Linked DNA regions of Pan troglodytes: region 2 is linked to region 1. The links are chromatin contacts, called in public Hi-C maps. All regions are on one chromosome and are shown on one strand. The core of a region is the stretch at or near the end of the contact, and the rest is flanking DNA. Distances in the headings are between cores, read along the strand shown.

Region 1 (7,819 bases), core at 1,764-4,263:
TTGTAATACCTCCAAATACTTTCCCAAGTGACTGGTTATGGCATCAGAAATTTCATGTTTTAAGTATAGCTTTAAGAAAGCCCTTGCTATAAGGCACTGGGAAGGGTGGAAGGATATTATTATAACATACTCATACCCATAGTTAACCAGCACTGATTCCCATCAGATTGACTAGGTGTCTAATGTTCTTTTTTTTTTGAGATGGAGTCTCGCTCTGTCACCGGGCTGGAGTGCAATGGCGCCATCTCAGCTCACTGCAACCTCTGCCTCCCGGGTTCAAGTGATTCTCCTGCCTTAGCCTCCCGAGTAGCTGGGATTACAGGCACCCGCCACCATGCCCAGCTAATTTTTGTATTTTTAGTAGAGACGGGGTTTCACCATATTAGCCAGGCTGGTATCAAACCCTTTCCCTCAGGTGATCCACCCGCCTCAGACTCCCAAAGTGTTGGGATTACAGGCATGAGCCACCGCGCCCGGCCTGGTGTCTAATGTTCTAATGGCTCCCTCTGAGAGTACAAGCTGATTCCGGAGAAGAGCTGTATTTGAATGCAAAGGGTAAAATAATTCCAAGGTGCAGGGGAGGTGGAGAGGGCTGGTATTTCCTCTCACCTCCAGGAAGGGGAGGCCGCAATGGGCACATAGGCAGATGAGAAAGCAGTGAAAGCAGCAGAGAGGGTGGGATGCCAGGAGTCAGTCAAGCCTACTTACAAGTATTTGGTCCTAGGGCTATTCCAAAAAATGTCTCAGAATTGTTTCCTGCTTTAAATCTATGATTTCCCCTGGTTTTATGAGTCAGCAAAGACGGAAAACAACTAAAAGGCCATGTTAATATTTCTTAATCACTAAACACACCTACCTCATTAAATCTTGGGTCTTACATATTTTCACCCAGCATATTGTTGGTACTTGATAAATATTTGCTGTATGAATGAATCCTTCCATGATTCTGGGTCCTCCCTTATACTTCAGAGGTGACTCAGTATTGGACACACTGAAATTTAAATGCTTGATGTAGCCTTCCATAAAATAGCAGTGTTTTTAAAGGTCTAGACCAAGGTGTCCAGTTAACTCTGTCATGACGAAAATGCTCTTTGATCTGCTGCGATCAATACAATCGTCACTAGCCACACATGGTCACTGAAACTCGGAATGCAGCTGCTGAGACTCAGGAAGTGCCTTTTAATTTAGTTTAACTGGAAGTAGCCACAGGGGGCAAGTGGCTGCCCACTACATTAGCGCAGCTCTAGAGGTTCTGTTAAAAGTTTTCTGCCCATCTCACTTTGAAAACCAGCTATTTTGACTAATATCATCAATTGTTATTCATAAGTTCCTGTCATTTGTGATTTTTATCTTTTTTAATATAAGTAATTTGGTTTATTTATGACAACTTTAAAGTGAGTATAGCAAACCAAATGGACTTCAGCGAGAAGCCTCTCGGGGTGAATTTATTGTGAATCATTTTGAGGACTTGCAATATGTGGTCAATTTCTAATTTCAACTATTGACACAAAAGGAGAGAGCCTGTGTAGTTGAAACAGGGAAGCAGGAGAAGTCCGCTGGGCACTGACAGACTGGCCTCTCAAGCCAGCCTCCTCCCTCCTTAGGAATCTGGCACCCTCTAGCTGCCCTCGGGGTCTGCAGGAGCTCTAAAATCCCTTCCTATATCCCTCCGTGTCCTAGCTCCCTGGATCCTCTCCTCCCTTCCAAATCAAAATGCACCTTGAGGGAGAGGCTTAGGCAGGAGGATCTCTTGAGCCCAGGAGACCTGACTTGAGTCTGGAGACCTGCCTGGCAGAATCTCGAATCAGTGGTGATGATGCTGATTTTATGGATTAAAAACTGAGACACTGCCAAGAAGTGAGGGAAGGGAGCGGGGGAGGGCAGGAAAACTAATATTGTTTAAGTACCTACTATGTGCGTGCTAGACACTTCATATGATGCTCAGTAAAAATGCTTTGCCTGCATGAATAACTGTTATCTCCCTGGCAAGTAGAGTTCAGTATGTTTTTTTTTTTGAATGGATAAACACATGAATACATTTTTACCACATGAAGCAGATATTAGTCCCATATCACAGATGAGGACACTGATATTTACACAAGTTATGACTTCGAGGCTAAACACACACAACATTCCAATCACCTAATCTTGTTCTCTCCTTACTGTTTAGCTCCCTGCCCAGTTTCCTCTGTGCTCAGAATTTTGCTCTTGACCTTTGTAAAAGAACGACCAGCTAAACTGATCAACATATTTATACCAACGGATGCAAATATGATAGAACCGCCCCCAGCCCCCTTTTGCAAGGATCTTGAATGTTAATGACAATCTTCTGGGGACAATGTCAACTCACAGAAATGGCTCCCTCGGAATTTCACGCTGTTCGGGGAGGTATTTTGGTACTTTAGTGGCATTAAAAATATATTCCACAGCAGATATTTTCCTGGAGGCTGGACACTTACATAAAGACGACGCATTCTTTATAAATTAAACCTCAACAGTGTTTGCATTTATCTAAATGGATATTATTTTGAGGAGGAGACAGTGATTTGTGTATTAGCCCCTATCACTAGGGATGACTTGTAAGACACATGAGGAACTGGCTCCTCCCCTACCCTTCGCCCCCTCCTCTCAGAACCTTATAAGCTTCAGAGTACGGTCAAGACAAGAGGAGCATTGGGAAAGAATTTGAAAATAAAAATACAGCTCCGTGATTTTCAACACAAAGACCACGAAGAGCATAATAAGTCGTGAAAAAAAATTCACATCCAGAAGTTGGAGGGCCACAAAGTACAAGTCGTCCAGGCCAGTCTGCTGAGACTGTTCATGCTTCCGCCCAGCAAAAATCTGGCAGGCGACACGTCGCGACGAATTTCGGCTGCAGAAGAGGAAGAGCATCACCTGCAGTCCGCGGCGTGGGAAACGCCGCCGGAGGGGCTCCGCGAGCCGGGGAAGCGCGCGCAGCGGGGCTCCAGGCGGCTCAGGCGCTGAGTGCGAGGAACGCCCGCGCTCGCCGGCGCCCGGGAGACGCAGCCGAAGGAGGAGGGCAGGCGTTTCACCCGCGCCACAGCTGCGGCCGGCCAGAGAGACCGCAGAGGCCGGGACCCCCGCAGCCTCCACGGCCGCTGCTGCCACTGTCGGGGTGGCGCGCCCAGCCGGAGAATCCCGTCCGCGCCCGGGGCGGGGGGCGAGGCGGGGCGCTGACGTCACCTCCCCTCCCCCACCGCCTCCAAGGGGGAGGGAGTGGGGAAAGAGGCAGCGAGTCGCCGCAGCCGCCGGCCGCAACTCCTCAACTCGGCGGCTGGCTGCCTGGGCACGTCCTGACAAACTTGGCTGCTCCCGGGCCCTCGTTCCGGCCCCGCGCACTCTCTTTTCGCCTGCGTTTGGTGCTTAAGTTTGCCCTGGTCGGAAGCCTCCGGAGATGCGGCCGCCTGGGTCCCGGCGGCACGGACGTTGGCACTCTGGTTAGGGACATGCTGAAGATCCCGGGGAGGCAAAGTTGGTACTTCAAACCCGGCTCTTAACACATATCTACACCGCGAGGGGATCACGGAGCTGCCGAGGACTTTAGAGCCCGGGGCCGAGGACTCGGCTAGACTGGTGAGTTCTTTGTTCAAATCGTGCATGCCTTTTGGCATTTTAAGTTTAAATGTTAATGAAATTACGTGGGGTGTGTGGCTCTAAGCGAGTGCGGGGAAGCGTGTGCGCCCTACGGGTTCTCGGCTCCAGGAGCTGCGCATCCCTCTGGCTTTGTGCGGCTCGGCGATGAAAGATTCGTATGCATAGCTTTGGGAATTCATAAAATACATATAGAGCACTGTTAAAAAGAACTTGAGAGGCGATGCTGTTTGTGCATTATTTTGAATGTAACTTATTATAGCAATGGTGCCTAGGGAGGGCGCATCGGGGCCGCGAGATTTGCAGGGGCGCAGCGCCCTCTAGTCCGGGCACCTGGCGAGGCGCGCTCCTTGCCGGGTTCTGTGGGGAGGCGAACCTGGACCTCCCCGGCGCTCGGCGACGTGGGCGCTTGCTCACCCCAGTCTTCACTGACCACCCACCCGGGCCCATTCTTTATATGAGTTACAAAAATCAGCTTGGGTGGACTGGATGTAGAGGCCGTGCTGGAGGAAAGCGTTTTGTTTCTGGAACCGTCTCCCCAACCCCCTCCCTAATTTCCACGAGCCTTTGGGGACAGGGTTAGGGAGGGTCGATTATTTAAAGGACAAATGTGGAACTTGAACCACATTTCTCTCTCTCATATAAAATAATTCGATTTGTGGTAGCTAATAGGCATGTCCATTTCGTTCTGTTGGCGCTTAAGGATCAGTAGAATCGTGGCAGAGTCCTAAGTCTGAAATCTCCATCCCTGGCTCTCGGCGGCTCCTGTGGCGACGAAGTGCAACTTCTTCCAGGCAGATAGATTTCTCAGGGAGCCTGGAAAATCGGGATTCCCAGACAGATGTAAAACATCTAGTAAGCCCTAGGAAGCGTTATTACTTATTAATTAATGGTAATCTTCTCCAGGAATTCTCTTGTGCCATTTAAAAAAAATCCCGTGATTTTACGTCAGGGAATGGTATCTTTGTACTTTTTTTACTGTTCTTCTTTTCCCCTTTTAGCACTACTCCCGCTCCCTCGCTCCCAGGAAACGGCTGGAGTTCCGGTGTGTTTGGGTTTTGCTGAGATTTACAATTCGGCAAGCGGCACAAGCCGGTTGGGCTTGGAGATCAGGTCACCCACTTTCGAGGTGTTCCATGTATGAAATTGACCTGTAAGCACTTGGAGCAATTATGGCCGGGGCAAACACGTCTTTGGATGATGGAGTTTGCATTTGCTGGATGTGTGAATCTGTGTATATTCCAACTGGTGGGCAGGGAATATAGGGCTACGAATCGGCACACTCATCTTGCAGGCATTATTTTTCCTTCCCGGCCACAACCTGCTGGACACCTTTATTATTATTTTTTTTTCCGGTCACCTCTAAGATGGCTTATAAGGTGACTGCGTTAACTTTGAACCCAGGAAATTCTCTTTCACACTTGACTGCCCTGCCGTTCCCCTCCCCGCCAAGCTCCCCTCACCAGTCCCAGGGAAATCGGATCTCTCTGTCTTCCCAGTGTTAAAATGCCTGAGTCCCACAAACTTTCCGAGATCAAGTCCGCCCTCTTGTCCGGGCTGCGTCCCAGCGCCTCCGGCCCTCCGGGCTTCGGCCGAGTCCGCCCTGCGCCGAGCCTGCGGCTGGAGCCCTGCCCGCGCCGGGGATGGGCTCCGCGCCCGGGACGCTCAGGCTGGGCGCCCGGCGCGGGGAGTGCTCGGAGCGGGCGTCTCGGCGCTGGGGCTTCCCCTCTGCCTAGGAACTTGCAGTTGTCGGCCTGGGGTCACGCTTTGGGGCCCCCGGGGCCGACTCCCGGGCTAGGAAGCCCGCGGGACGCCGCGACTGCCTTTTGTCCCACAGGCCTGGGCGTCCGGGGTGTCAGCGGGGGAGGCCAGGCGCCCGCGGCGGGGAGGGCCTGGGGTCTAACTCGGCAGAAAAAGGTCGCGGGGGAAGCGTTTCCATTTTCTGGGGACTCAGTGTGGATTGAGGGAGGAAGTAGATTCCGACCTAGCTGCATTCCTTTGGAGACCTGAAGGACGACTTCAGCCCACCAAACCTTCGCGGACCCAGAGCCGCGCCATTCAAATGCAGATTCAGGGGCTCCCAGAAGGCTATGGAAAAGCTAAAGGGATGCCTCTGGGAAGCTTTCTCATTAGGCCCCAGCCTTTTTTTTTTTTTTTTTTTTTTTTTAGCTAAGCTAACGTTTCCCTTTCTTGGCAGGGAGCTTTCCCCAATTCCTTGCACAGCGCCTGTGGCTGGCCGTAACTAACCTCGGCATCACAAGCCTCGCCCTGCCCCTCGGAGCCGCGCTAGACCCCGCTGGGCGCCTTCTCGTCTCCCAGCACGGACCTGGCGTTCGCAGGGACTGGGGCTCTTTGGGCCCGGGCGGGACTGCGTGGCCGAACCCGCGGGCCCCGAGCCGGCAGCCGGGGAAAGTCGGCTCGAGTTTCCGCGCCCGAGAAACGAGCGCCGGCGCCGGCGGGCGGGGCCGGGGCGGAGGGATCTCCTGCGCTCGGGGAGCGTGAGGCGCCGGCGCCGAGCTGGGCGGCCGGGCGCGGGGAGAGGGCGCGGGAGTGGGAGCGGGAGCGGGTCGCGCGGCAGGTACCATGCGGCCGCGCGAGCCCGGCGAGGCCCCCGGCAGGCCCGGTCCCTGCTCGGGGGCGCGCTGAGACGGCGGGTGAGCTCCACGAGAGCGCCGTCGCCACTTAGGGCCAACTTTGCGGTAAGTTCGCTGGGGCGCGGGCCGGCGGGCGGGGGCGAGAGCGTGCAGCGCGCTGCGGTGCGGACTCTGTGGGTGTCCGCCCGGTCCCTGGCTCGGGCTCCGGCGCTGCCGAAAAGGGATGAGCGCGCGACCTCCCGGAGGGTGGAGTGACTCGGTCCTTCCCAGTTGGGAAATTCAGCACTGGCTAGGGGGGTCCCGGCGGCGGAGCGGGAAAAGGAGGCGACCGCGCGGGACCGATCCGGAGCCATTGCTGGGGTCCGATCCTTTCTGACACGCCGCCTTCCCTCCGGGAGCTCGCCGGGCTGCCTCGGCCTCGCGGTCTCCTGGGGCATCCCGCCGTCTGCGAAAGACCCGCTCGCTGAGCGGTGCACGCGGGAGGCCTGCGCGGGGCTGCCGGGTCCCTGGGTCTCTGGGTGATTGCGCCCTGCAGGAGCGCTGCCCGGAGGTGCAGATGCAACCGGTGGACTGCGGAGTGAAGGGCTGCGAGGCTGCATTTCGGGGCTGAACATCTGCACAATGTGCGGTTTGTCAGTGTTTTCTGTCTTCTCTGGAGGAGGAACTTCTAAGATCTTTTTAAAAGAAAGAGGTTTTGGTCCTTCATTGCCTTTAAAAAAAAAAAAACTCGGTGCTTTCTTTTAGAGAGCCAGCTTTCTGCTGTGTGTTAGATTTTTTTGTTCCCGCTGATGTGAATTGCAAGGCTTTGGAAACAAGGACGCAATTGTATGAGTTAGGAAAGTAAACTCATAAATATTTTCTATGCAGTTAAGTTTTTTTTTTTGTCTGAACTGTGGTTTCATTAAGTGGCTTTTGTTAAGCAATTCCCGGGTGCCTGATAGAGGCGATTTTTTTAAAGTGGATATTAACAGTGATTATTAGTATGAGAAAAGATTGAAAAGAAAATGACCTTCAGATATTCATTTCCTTTTCAAAAGCAGATTCTTAATGCTTCATATATTCAGATACAGGTTTCGATAGTTTAAGAAGGTATCTGTGTGTGAGAACTAGGTAATGGTGATGTTTTTCACACTATTCTTAATGAGTTTGGTTATGCTGTCCAACACATCCGGTTGTTACAGGGACGTTTGAAAAGGTGTTTCTCCAGTTAATAGTTAATTGTGATATTTGTCTTTGTCTTTTTGTCTTAGGAAGACAGCTCTGATTCCACAGTTAGAATTATTCCTTTGTATTTAAGATGTAAAAATACTTAAAGGACTATGTAATTTTTTAAAACAACAATTGGTATAAGCCTTGAGTTATGCTAAACATGGCATTTAACAAGCTCAAGGTAAGGTTTGATTTGAATGAAGTTTGCATTTGTATAACCATTTTTTGAAAAATGAACACCTTAAATGAGCCAAATTCTTCGGCACTCTGAAAAGAAGTGTGGTTGTTAGAGGACTTTATAAAATCATTTCGGGCCACCTGTATATTCATTTGTCTCTTTTGAAGTATCCCCGTTGGGTTCTCATCATGTTAGTAGATCATTTAAATCCATGGTCCGGACA
Region 2 (7,819 bases), core at 2,373-4,872, 510 kb before region 1:
AAAGCCAGCAGGTCCAACTTCTGAGACTCATGAAGCTATAACAAAGCCCTCGCCAGGTGAGTGCATGGTAACCATGGCCAGCATCTAGCCCATCAAGGCTATGGGGAAGCGTGAAGAAGGGCTAGAAAACCACAGGTCTGCATGGGGACTTCTTATGCTTCTGGTGATGGTAGGTATTATTTGACTACCGCTGTGAAATTCAAACTGAAATTCGAATGCATATGTCCTTTCCTCTATCTTCACATTATCCACTTGTGTGTCTCTATGCTGTACACATAGTTAATCTGTTAGAGTTCATACTTGCCTACAGTCAGTCTGGTTATGAACAGTTTCACTAATTGCTCAATAATTATTATTAATATCTATTTCATAATACAACAGAAACTAAGATCCCTGTGGTTTTAGATGAAAAAATATGAGGCTTAGCTTGTACCATGAACTTGCCCAAGGCCATTTACACAGCTAGTAAGTGTCAACATTAGAAATTGAACATATGTCTTACTTAATTCAGGGCCCATGCTCAAAAACACCATTGCTCTTCATCTTTCCCCCATGGAGTTGGTCTCCTGTTCTCCATGCTTCCCTAGCATCCCCTGTCAGGAGAAAAGTGCTCTCATAAATCAATACTTACTATGATAGGTTCCTGAATATTTTGGTCAACTTCCACTGCCCATCTAATGAATTGTATTTTTAAAGAAGCTACCTAAATATCTAGAAGGGCAATGCGTAATTCTATCAAAAGGCTTTCTATCTGGATGAATGAAGGGTGTAGGGGCAGGTGAAATAATGAGAACTAAATTCCCTCTCTTATCACCTTATGGAAACAACTTCTAACTCCATCTAAGTGGAAGCAAAGGTCTTGTGGGTTCTTTCCTGCCTTTGGACTGTAAGTTGCACAAAAATATATACCCTTGGAAGAGTATGATGACAATGACAGACAACAAGACTGAATACAAAACCATTTCTGCATAATTGTCAAACAGTTATTTTTTATTTACAATTCCTATTAGGATGTAAAATACATCCTAACTGAGTTCTTTAAAAATTAATATAAAATAGCATATATGCCTTAGGCCTGGTAATCTCTTCTATTAATAAATTTGATTTCCAGGAATCAAGCCATCTTCCTTAGAATATCATAAAAAATCCAGTGGTTTTGCCCCAGCCAGTTCATTAGCTTATGTCCACACATGAACTGGCATCCTTAAAATTTTTATAAATTTTCTCTACAATATGTGTTTTAATCAAGTCTTTTTTTATGACCTAAAATAACCTAAGGGTTCAACTGTCTTTCTTTACATAACATTGACTGCTCTTCTGTCAAAATCAGAAGTCCTTTTACCCTGTCATTTTTTTTGTTCAGCTTTTCCTTGATGACCAAGATCCCCAGGCTCCAGGAACATCAGTGAGACTTCTACCTGAAGTTGCCCTTTGTGATAATGCACACTCTGGAGTTCTCTGTTATTCAATTTCCCCCCTTGGTAGTTTCAGTAAAATATCATGGTGAAAACCCATCTCTACCAAAAATACAAAAAAAAAAAAAATTAGCTGGGTGTGGTGGCGGGCGCCTGTAGTCCCTACTCGGGAAGCTGAGGCAGGAGAATCGGCTTGAATCCGGGAGGCAGAGGTTGCAGTGAGCCAAGACGGCGCCACTACACTCCAGCCTGGGTGACAGAGCGAGACCCCGTCTCAAAAAAAAAAAAAAAAAAAAAATCACCTGCCATTCTTCTGGTATCCCCAAGGTTGCGACATTACGGATGCCATCTTAGGAGGCTCCATATTCTGAGCCTCCCCTGTGGATTACCTCTCCTCTCTGGGAAACGCTGTGGGCCCTGGTGTGGCTCTGCATGTCACTCGCTGCTGACACTCACCCCAGTCAAAGGAGTTGGTGCTGACAGAGAAAGTGATTTTATTCAGAGTGGAACACAGTCACAGTGGTGATGCGTGGTGTTGATGACTACATATAACGCTTACTGAGCACCTATTGCATGCTAGTGTGCTGAGCTCTGTTCTCCCTCACAGTAACTGAATGGGAATGTATTATTACTCTTCGGTAAATTTCAGAAGCCAGGAAAGAAAGCACAGAGAACCTAAGTTGTTTGCCCAACATTCCACACAGCAAGCTGGGAGTGGATATTTTAACCTAGGCAGCGTGGTTCAAGAGCCTGCTCTGTTAGCGATCTTACAAATTGCCCATGGCGTTGTGTGGGGAACATACTGAGATGGCAAAGCTGTGGGCAACCGGGCAAATGAGGATGGATGGGACTTTTGGAGTGAACAGGGTTCCGGGCATCCCAGATCCTACAGTTGTTTGAAAAGAATAAAAATTGGCGTGAAGGGGTCATCAAAGATGAGCACTTTCAAAATTATAAATTCATTTTACTCAGTCTTGGTACAGAAAAATACAGATGGCTGCATGGTTTATGCTGGTCTATGTACATAACCAGCAAAATAACTAAAGCCCTTGGCCTTTGGGAAGATTGCCAGTGTGATTCCAGATGCTTAGATGTGCTATGTGGACTAAGCCAGGCAGAGGCCCTTGGGTGAATCAGTACCATTCTGTGAATCATGTCTCAAACATGTAGACTATGTCCTGTATTTTCACTTATTAAGCCATCATGAAAGATAAAGCTGCAGAGAATTCCCAAAGCACCAATAAACAATGGAAAAAAGCCCAACTGTTGTTTTGTTCACATTTCAGTTTTCCCACATACCCCTCTTCTTCTCAAACTGCAAAATTGCTATTCATCTCCATGTTGACTTCAACAGAATGGGGCAATCTGCAGAGATCATTGTCTTCTAGGAGCAAATAGTAATGAAGCTTGCTATTTAAATCTTTTTTTCCATGGATACACTTGAGTATTTAAATTGCACATTTAAAAGTAATGAGCACTTCGTGCTGTTTCCGTCTGCCTCTAACTGCTCTCTCTCATTATCTAAGAGAAAGCATTGAATTCCGAGCTCCTCAAATGAAATGGAAGAGAATTTTTACCGGTTTTTCTTTTTTATTCTCATAATTCCTCAGTTCTCCCAAGCCTTGGCCCAACTATTTTTTGTGGCTTCCATGCTTTTTTAAAATGACAAACAGCTCCTCAAGCTGCCTCAGCAATAATGCCTTCTGCCTGCTTTTAAAAGAGCTGTCACAATTAGTATACTCACTGCATATGGGTTTCCCCTACATACTTCCTCCAAATCAATGATATTAACTTTTTGTGCTGTGAAATTCTTTACAAAACAGTCAAGCTACGATTAGTGTATTTCGCTTGTTGCTTAATGTGTGACTTGCTATTCTGCCAAGTCAATGATTTCCAGTTGGAGGTGTCATCGTAAAAAAAAAAAAAAGATGATTTAAAAATAAACTTGCTGATGCTCAGTGACCCAGGCTTTGCAGGGCAGGCTGCACCTAACCATGAGTTCTCCTTTTTAACAAGGATTCACCCTTGGAAATCTCAATTTAGATACAATGCCTGTTTCTCAATTAGATGGTCCTTTTTCCTCCCTCCTTGGGCTGGAGTAATTGAAACACAAGGCTGTCACACGGCCTGTCCAGACTGTGCCCTGAGTCAACAAGTTTGTACTGAACAGTGTCCCTCTGGCTGGCAGTCTGCTTGCCATTCTGCTGTGCTCCCCGGGCCTCCCTAAGCTGGTTTTCCTCACTGCTGCCAGGGGCAACGGGTGGCAGCGCACGTCACAGACTTCCTCTGTGCAGAACGATGATCTCCGCGAGGACACAGATCTGCGCTCCCGAGGAAGTCCAGCCACCCCCTCGCCGCCCACCCCCACCTGTCCTAATGACTCTATATTAAACTATGATTTTTTTCTTAATTAGAAGGTATTTTTAAAAGGCAAATCAAGTGTAAATGCTAGAGTAACTCACTGTTTTTTAAACTAAACTGGTTTATAAAAATTAAAAAAAGACATCAGAGAAAATAGGTTTTTTTTTTTTAACAACAAGCAATTAAGGGAGCATGAAACCCTGTTGAAAGCCGTTTTTAAAGAGTTAAACCAAAACTGCATGAGTCTATATTCGACGTCTTAAATATAGATGAGATGGTACTTCTAGATACAGAGAGGAGAAACTCTCCCAGATCTCTTTTTACAACTTGCTCAAAAAGGGATTCATCTTGTAGCTTCGTTAATTTTTTCATCACATTATTTCATATTGTTGTTTTAAAATATATGCCAACTATATATAACGGATAATATGTAAGAATGATAAAAAGGCTACTACCCATTTAGCCACCATTGTACATTATCAATAGCTTTGGTATTTTATTATGTTGAATTTATCAATACTTATATGAAAATATTAATATTCCTGAACAATATTTAGTTTTGCCTAATTTTAGCTTTTATAATAATAAATCTTACCAAATCTAAATGTGTATTTGTGCGCATGTGATTTTCTTTTACTGCTCAGTATTATGTTTTTGAGATGTATACATGTTTAAATATGTGACTTTCATTTGTTTATTCTGGTTTTAGAAAACACCAAATTGTTTCCAAGTTTTGCTTTTGTGAAAATGCAGCTACAAACATTGTTGTATATATCTCTTGGTGCATATAGGCAAGAGTTTCTTTAGATTATATACCAAGGAATGGAATTTCTGTGTTTATAGGTAACGTACATGTTTACCATTACTAGGTAAAGCCCCAAAGACCGCTGATTAATGGGAGTCCCAATCTTCTGAACATTTGTACTATCAGATTTAAATTTGTTTTCCCAGTCTGTTGGTGTCAAATGGCAGCTAACTGTGATTTTTACCTTCATCCTCATGATTTCTAGTGGGATTTAACAATATTTTTTTTCATAGATGTATTAGTAATTCATGATTCCACTTTTGTAAGCTACCTGTTCATATTTTTGCACAATTTTCTGTCGAGCTGTTTGTTTCTATATATATTCAAGTTTATATATTCTGGACACTGACTTTTATCACTAGTATGTGTGGCTGGTCTTGTGTCATAGTTTGCTTGTTTTCTCACTCTCTTTTTGTGTGTTATGATGAACATGAAGTCCTAATTTGAATGTGATAAAATTTAACCATATTTCCTTTACAGCTAGTGCATTTTGTTCTTATTTGACAATCATGTTGCCACCACCAAGTCATAAATATATTATCATATGTGGTCTTTAACATTTGTTAGTGCTCCTTATTATTTAATTTTTTGATCAATCTGGAATGGATTTTTAGCTAACTGCTCCAAAACCAATCCACCAATTTACAATTTCTTTTCTGTCATGCATCTACATATTTACACACATATGTCTTTGTTTCTAGATTCTTTATTCATTGCATTCAACTATTTGGCTTTTCTTGAATTAATATCCACTATATCACAACTACAGCTTTTTAATAAGCATTGTCTTTCATAGGGGACGTCTTCCTGACCTAATCTCCTTCTTCGGGTGTGACTGGACATTCATGCCCTTTGCTTTTCTATATCTATATTTTAATCTGCTTATTTAGTTTGATGAGAACCTATTTTAGAATTCTTCTTGGAAATGTCAATAATCTCTGGATCAATTTTGGGAAAACTGACAAATGTATGATACTGAGTTCTCCCTGCCAGTGAAATGGTATAACTTTCTATTTATTTAAGTCTTCTTTGATACTTTTCAGCTAATGTTTTATACTATTCCAAAATAGAAATTGCATACAAAATATACTATTTACAGTGGCAGCAAAAATATGTGACGTCGCTTTTAGATTTATTCCTATGCCACATATTTTTGCTGCCATTGTAAATAGTATATTTTGTATGGAATTTCTAAGCATTATACAGCAAACTTATTAAACCACATTGTTAATCCCTGTGTTAGTCTGTTTTCATGCAGCTGATAAAGACATACCCAAGACTGGGAAGGAAAAGAGGTTTAATTGGACTTACAGTACCACATGGCTGGGGAGGCCTCAGAATCATGGCAGGGGGTGAAAGGCACTCTTTACATGGCAGCAGCAAGAGAAAATGAGTGAAAGTGGAAACCCCTGATAAACCCATCAAATCTCACGAGACTTATTCACTATCACGAGAATAGCATGGGAAAGACCGGCCCCCATGATTCAAATACCTCCCTCTGGGTCCCTCTCACAACATGGGGAAATTCTGGGAGGTACAATTCAAGTTGAAATTTGGGTGGGGACACAGCCAAACCATATCAATCCCAGTGCTGTGTAGATTGTTTTGGGTTTTCTCATTGCTTTAAGGTAAAGAGAGTGTAGAAATGCTTTGGAAAAGGCTGGAGGAAGTGCCCAAGCACTTTAGAGCTGAGATGCACTTGATAAGCTGTTTAACACTGATAAAGAGAAGAATGAGAGCAGTGAAAAAGCCACTGGGGTACCTTCACGTGTGGAAGATGTCTGGGTGAATTTCTTCTAAATTGTCCATTTATCACTCAAGTTTGAGCCAAACTTTCCAAGAGCTTTTACCATCAGTTTCTTAATTTCTGCTTTCTTCTGATTCAAAAATTAACATGTTGAATAATTTATTAATAACATTTTTTAGCTTTTAAAAGAGTAAATAAAATATCATAGAGCATTAAACTAAAACCAAAATATTATAAATTAGGCAAAACAACAGAGTTTTAAATGAATACGTAGTGTTTTGAAAGCATTCTTACATTTAAATTCAATTTTTTATGACAAATATTCATTGAGAACCTTGTATATGCAAGATACTGACCCAGTAGGAAAAGTGTTTCTTTGGTCACTAGTGTTCTAGCAAAATAAAGAACACAGTAAGTTTAACTAATTTAAGCAATCAATCTTAGACACAGAAACAGCCCTCACCCCTATCTTTGCTTTGTAATAGGTTTTTCACCCTGATTTATTGTGTATAATTACCTAATCCATCTTGCATATGTAGACAAGCCTTTGTCAACCTGAGATACTTAAGTACCTTTGAAATGAAACTCCAACTAGCTAACCATTATGTCGTAATTTATTACCTTTGGTCATCACGTAACACTTTCTAGGGAAAAGTTATATGAAGAAAATACTTACGAGAATTTTTTTCCTTATTAAAAATTCTTTTTTTAAACTTCTATTGAAAGCACTCTAATATTTATCCAGACCTGACCCAGATAGTTGTAGAGATACAATTCCTGGCTCTACCCTTACGAAAAGCAAATCTTTACAACTATATAACTAACTCCTGAACATGTAGATCTTCAATAATTTTTATCTTCTCTCTTGCCCTCTTCTTTCCTCCATGTGGAGGAAAAAATATCTTTCTGAGGAGGAAACACTTGAAGACTCATTTAAATGCTAGCTACTTTAAAAATTTAAATTTTAGATGTTCTTCCATTTAGTTCTTTATTTACTTCTTTGAGTTACTCAAGCTTTTCATATTTGCCACACCTGCTAGTAACATGGGAATATATTTTTATGTAACAAATGCACACGATGCTAATGTATTTTGGGTAAAAGTACAGATCGCCCACTGTCGTCACCTATTCTCATTTCATTCTCAGGAATAAGAACAATGTGCTTTGTTACTTTTGAATGTTTTTCTATGCATTTACATACAGATATACATAAATGAATAAAAAGTTAGGCCATGTACAATGTTTTAGTATAAATGGGGTCATGTGATATAAAAATTTGTGCAAAATTATTTTCTCATAATAATATCATAAAAATATTTCCATGTTAATATATTCAGATCTTTTCATTCAACTGCCACACAGTAGTTCTTTATATGGTTTGGGATATCATCTAACTATTTGATTATCAATGAAAATGTATAATATTTATACCAATCTATGTGTATATTTTGACCCTCCTGGAGTGAATACTCATACGTGACACCTTTTACA

Evidence for each region. Hi-C and Micro-C count contacts between places; a contact is called where the count stands out from the background.
Region 2: a Hi-C map of stem cell-derived neural progenitor cells shows a contact between it and region 1, with 4 times the contacts expected there. The contact joins the enhancer-like site here to the promoter of FAT1 in region 1. A contact is called at or near these places in 1 of 7 Hi-C or Micro-C datasets (stem cell-derived neural progenitor cells) and 1 of 1 datasets of contacts at active chromatin or transcription factors (stem cell-derived excitatory neurons).

The regions. Positions count from the first base shown.
Region 1 is chr3:188,369,168-188,376,986 of NHGRI_mPanTro3-v2.0_pri, reverse strand. FAT1 (FAT atypical cadherin 1) reads left to right here and starts at 3,013. Exons shown (of 27, transcript XM_063810072.1): 1 at 3,013-3,597.
Region 2 is chr3:188,884,639-188,892,457 of NHGRI_mPanTro3-v2.0_pri, reverse strand. No RefSeq gene overlaps it. Among named protein-coding and RNA genes, the nearest start is that of FAT1, 510 kb to the right of the region's middle. Within about 2 kb of position 3,622, at least 2 of the 24 cell types and tissues checked have an H3K27ac peak or open chromatin away from gene starts, as enhancers often do. A contact at or near this core is called in stem cell-derived neural progenitor cells, where this site is marked.